Linked DNA regions of Oryctolagus cuniculus: region 1 is linked to region 2. Evidence: chromatin contacts called from public Hi-C data. All regions are on one chromosome and are shown on one strand. Each heading gives the region's core, a stretch centred on a gene start, on an enhancer-like site or on the middle of the called end of the contact. The rest is flanking DNA. Distances are from core to core; before and after follow the strand shown. Region 1 holds the start of TUBGCP5 (tubulin gamma complex component 5). Region 2 holds the start of HERC2 (HECT and RLD domain containing E3 ubiquitin protein ligase 2).

Region 1 (2,700 bases), core at 114-2,613, 270 kb after region 2:
AATCTGGCACACTTTCACTGAATCTGAAAGACCTCTATTCTTATAAACCAAGTAGGCAGATTATATCCATGATCACTAAGCAATCAAGATTAAAAGATCCTGAAAAACTTCATTATTTGATTTGTATGGAACTTAGAATATTAACAATGAACGACACTCTTTCAGTGATAATTCCATTATGGGTAATAATCATAATAGTACTGTCTAATTTACATTTTCCAGAAACAAAAAATCGATCATCTGATTCCAGCCAAATACCTGGCCCAGCTCTTCCAAAATTAATCACCCGAGAAAGTGAATGAGAACCGGGCGAGGAGCCTTAGCGTACTCTGTGCCAGCAGCCCTTCCAGGCGCTGGGGTGCGGCGGTCGGGGCGACCGCAGTCACTTTCCTACACTCCCCAGTGCGTCGAAGTAAGAATGGAAGGGGGCCCGGAACACAGTTCCAGAGGGTGTCGGTGTGCGCCGCACACGACTCCCGATGGGCAGCGAGTTCAGCAGGGCACACGGCAGACACAAGGCTAGGTGGGAGGCCGGCGCCCCACGGTGCACAGCCCCCGGGGGCACCGCGCGGCTCACCGGGGCACCGCGCAGCTCACCGGGGCACGAGCGGCTCACTGGGGGCACCGCGCGGCTCACCGGGGCACCGCGCAGCTCACCGGGGCACCAGGCAGCGGCTCACCGGGGCACCGCGCGGCTCACCGGGGCACCAGGCAGCGGCTCACCGGGGGCACCGAGCGGCTCACCGGGGCACCAGGCAGCGGCTCACCGGCGGCACCGAGCGGCTCACCGGGGGCACCAGCTCACCGGGGCACCGCGCGGCTCACCGGGGCACCAGGGAGCGGCTCACCGGGGCACCGCGCGGCTCACCGGGGGCACCACGCGGTTCACCGGGGCACCAGGGAGCTCACCGGGGCACCAGGCAGCGGCTCACCGCGGCACCGCGCAGCTCACCGTGGGCACCAGGCAGCGGCTCACCGGGGCACCGAGCGGCTCACCGGGGCACCAGGCAGAGGCTCACCGGGGGCACCAGGCAGCGGCTCACCGGGGCACCGAGCGGCTCACCGGGGGCACCAGGCAGAGGCTCACCGGGGCACCGCGCAGCGGCTCACCGGGCACCGCGGCCTGCGCGCCCGCCCCAGCCTCCCCGGCTCCCCACGGACCTGAAGTTGGACCAGGCGAAGTTCAGCGCGAGCTGGAAGTTGGGGTCCGCCTCGTCCTGCAGGCCGGTGACATGTCGCACGAGTTCGCGCACGTCGCGCTCCTGCTGCCGCTCCTGCCGGCTCCAGGACGGCCCCGGCCGGGCCATAGCTCCGCGCTCCGCCGCGCCGCCTCTCCGTGATCATGCAGCCGTTCTCGCGAGAGTTCTGGCTCCCGCGGCGCAGCGCCTTCTGTTCTCGCGAGAGTTCCTACTGGTCTGGGTGGCTTTGGCGGCAATCTGAATGTGTTTTGTAGTTGCGCGCGGTGTCTTCAGAGCGAACTGTTATTATCATTAATCAGATTAATAAGCGTCCGGCCAGCGCTGGTGGGTGGTTTAAGTTAGGATGGCTTTAGGATGACAGCGCCGCCAGTGAGTTCTCCAGTACGTTGATTGCCCCAGCATTCCCACGTACCACGGTGTGGTTGGCTGGTTATTCTTCAAGCTTTAGCTTCTCAAATCCTTGGCCTGGCAGTCTTTCCTGCTCCAGCTTCAAGCATCATGCTTGTAACTCTCAAATCTGGATGCACAGCCCACATATTCTTGGCACCCCAAACACATTGTTTAGTTGCTGATTATCTCCCAAATAAAAATGTGTGTATAAATGGGTGTATATATTCATTTCCTCATTGTGTTTTACCCGCTAAATGTCAACTGCATGCGAGTTCTGCTCACAACTAATCACTAGCACTTAGAATAAGGATACCTGGACCATCCTGAGACTCATTAAAGAAGGAAACAATGCTTCCCTGGAAGGCTCAAACACCACTCAGCTAAATGCACTCTCTCCCTTCCTGATCAGCCTGTGTTCTCATTTGAGATATGAACCAGTACCAGCGTTCCCCACTGCACCTAGCCAGAGGCTCCCTGCCTATGCCGGTCTCTTTCTTCTCAGTAATGCAGAACAATTAGTTGATTTCTGAATTCTCTCTGAAGTCTGCTTTTCTTCCCCGTTGCCTCAGGCTAGACCCCAGACTCCTGGAAGGTCCCCTCACCCATCTCTGACTCTGATCCCATCACAGATCTGATAACCCCACTCCCCACGGTCTGCAGCAGGATTTCTAGACCTCAGCTTTAGAGGACAATTCTTTCTTGTGGAGAGTTGTCTTGCACACTGAACTTGAAGCAGTTTCCTTGGCTTCTCCTCACTAGATTCCAACAGTAACTCTCCTCACCCCTGCTGTGACAACCAAAAGGTCTCCAAACGTTGCAAATGCATTCTGGGGGCAAAATCACCCCTCGGTAGGAACTGCTGGCCTACAGGATAAACTCCAAACTTCAGAGCAATAGGACTCAGGGGTTTTTCTAACCTTGGCTTATCTGACCTGCTTCATCCGTCTCTATTATGGAGAGGTCATTTCCACGGGCAGGAAGAATTAATATTGTAAAAGATGGTAGCTGTCGTTAATCAATCCGGGCAGTTTCCTTCGACCTGCAGAACAGGCCCTGTATGATCCAGCTCTTTAGCTGCGTGTCCTGCTGTGTTCTAGCTCAGGCACAGAGT
Region 2 (2,700 bases), core at 14-2,513:
TTCAGCATGACACAGGCTTCTTAGAACAATAAAAATAAAAAGGGGAAAATGCTGCATAACTAGATCTCAAGTTTCTTGCACTTATAAATAACTGCTTACAATGCAGCCACCTGCGATCTACAAGAACAGCCATAAAAACTGTTACATTTTAATTATAGGACATAAGCCTGTTTCTGTAATCTGGAAAAATCCAACTGACAACCCTTTACATATCCTTTAAACACAGCCTTAACCGGCAATGTAAATATGGAGGCACGAGCATAACCCAGAGAAAGGCAAGTGAAACCCCACCTGTATGTCTGTTTTCAACCATTTGGAGTCGAGGCGAGCCTGGGCAGCCAAACAGAAAGACTCGGAGGGCATCTTTCCTGCAGCGTGCTCCCAGCTGGCAGGCCTGCAAGTCAGAACAGAAATGCTGAAGCCCTAAAACCTTTTTCAGCGTCTACAAGGACCCTCCCGCAAGGTCTGCTGCGGCGAAGAGAGAAAAAGCGGAGCGAGAAGAGGTGGGGGAGGGGGACTAGGGGCGGGGAGAGGGAAAGATGGCAAGGGAAGCAGGCGAAGCCCACTTCCACCTCGGGCAGGGCTCGCCCCGTTTCGGTCCTACGCAGGCAAGACCTTGAGAACGGAGGATCACAGGAGACCAGATCTCAATGTCATGCCCCTTCCCTTCAATTCCGAAGGCAGACACACAAACCGGCGACAAGAAGCCCATGACTTCAACGAGAAATGACACCAGCGTGCATCTGCCGCTTGACCCCAGACCCGTGCGTGGTGCACGAAACACGTTAATCAAAAGTCACGTCTGCAGAGAAATCCACAACCATAATCACTCAGAAAGGGAAAGACAGGAGGAGAAACGCGCCGCGGGCGGTCCCCGCAGGCCCAGGTCCGGCCTCCGCGCCAACGCCCTCCGACCCAGCGCCCCGTCCGCCGGCCCCAGGGCCGCACCGCCCCAACCTCCCCCGCGCCCCAGGCACCAGGACCTGACGCACAGCGGCCCGGCGCCTCGCCCCACCGGTGCGCGGACACAGCCTCCAGCCGCCGCTAGCTCCGGCCGGCGCTCGCGATCCCAGCGCCTCTCGCGGCCGGAGGGGCGGACCGACGTGGGGGCTACCGCCCCTGGCGCCCAGCCAATCGCAGAGAGGCTACTGCGCGGGCACAGCCAATGGGGAAGAGGAACCCCTTCGCCGCTCCTCCCTACTCCCCTGCTTTCTTCGATCTCTCATATCTTCCTCTTTGGATCTCCGCCGCTACAGCCAGGGCCAACCGCAGGCGCCGGGGGGGCGGGACTTCCGCCGTACGCACCGGCCCGCGCACGCGCTCATGGCCGAGATTTCGCAGGGTTCTTGAGTCCAGCCTTTGATGGTCACGTACCGTGGAGGGCTCAAGGGCTGTGTGGGTCAGGCGACTGGGTCAGCAACACAGGATGAGGACACAACTCGAGAGGCCAGCGGGGCCTGCAAGAGCTTGGAGCTGTCTGTGCCACAGAATGCAACAAAAATCTTGAGGACTCCGAAAAGTAAATGGAAACAGGAATGGAAGAAAATCAGACCTCAGGGTACCCCTGAAACAACGGTGGTCCAAAAATAAAATGGAAACGTAAAACAATGGGAACCATACAGAGTGTGTTTCCTGATCATAATGGAATTAAACTGCAAATCAACGAATAATAGGACAATCTCTGAACATTTGGAGATTAACATACTTCTTAATAACCCAGGAATCAAATAAAAATAATCCATAGGCCAAAGGACTCTCAAAGGAATTAGAATGTATTTTTAATTGTATATAAATTTAGTTTGTGAGATGCAACTGAAGTGAAGATTAGAGCAAGATATTTTGTATTAGCTGGTTATATTAGAAAAGAAGAAAAAGAAAACCAAGTCTAAGCTTCCATTTTAAGAAACTGGGAAGGGGGGGAATGAAAATACACCCAAAGTAAGCAAAAGAAAGAAATAATGGAGTGCAAATGAGATGAAAAACACCAATGAAACTAAAGCTGGTTCTTTAAAAGATCAAAAATGTTCATCTCTAGCAAGACTAACAAAAAAGAGAAGGAATAACTTACTAGTATTAGAAATGCAAGAAGATATAACTAAAGATCACACAAACTTTAAAATTAAAGGACTGGTAGAAACAATGGTATACACATAAATTTCACAATTTATACGAACTGAACTAATTCCTTGGGAGCTACATACTACTAAAACTCAATAAGAAATAGATAATGCTGAACAGACCCCATGACTATTAAAGAATGAATTTGCTGTTTAAAACCTTCCCACAAAAAATCTTAAGGCCCAAACTATTCAATGGCAGATTCTGGTTCTACTAATTATTTAACAAAGAAACAGCACCAATTGTACCAAAACTCTCCCAAACAATTAAAGTGGAGCGAACATTTCCATTCTATAAGTTTAACATGACCCTGATAACAAAGCTAGAAAAAGGCATTACAAGAAAATTTCAGGCCAATATCCCTCCTGAATTTACTTTGAATACAACAAGCCTACATACAGCACAAGGTCTTGGTGCCTAGGGTGTATGTTCTCATCTTTGACACATGAGCTGTTTCAAAGGCCTGAAAAGTAGGTCTACATTCTAGGAATTGTTTAGTTCTCTCTTTTTTTTAAGATTTATGTATTTTATTTGAAAGTCAGAGTTAGAGAGAGAGATCTTCCATAAAAAGATTCACTCCTC

The links. Hi-C and Micro-C count contacts between places; a contact is called where the count stands out from the background.
Region 1: a contact with region 2 is called in a Hi-C map of psoas muscle, with 4 times the contacts expected there. The contact joins the promoter of TUBGCP5 here to the promoter of HERC2 in region 2. A contact is called at or near these places in 2 of 6 Hi-C or Micro-C datasets (psoas muscle and an unstated tissue).

The regions. Positions count from the first base shown.
Region 1 is chr12:17,676,495-17,679,194 of mOryCun1.1, forward strand. TUBGCP5 (tubulin gamma complex component 5) reads right to left here and starts at 1,364. Exons shown (of 24, transcript XR_011380680.1): 1 at 1,162-1,364.
Region 2 is chr12:17,405,507-17,408,206 of mOryCun1.1, forward strand. It overlaps HERC2 (HECT and RLD domain containing E3 ubiquitin protein ligase 2), which reads right to left and starts at 1,264. Exons shown (of 93, transcript XM_051822208.2): 1 at 993-1,264; 2 at 292-394. The coding sequence starts at 363.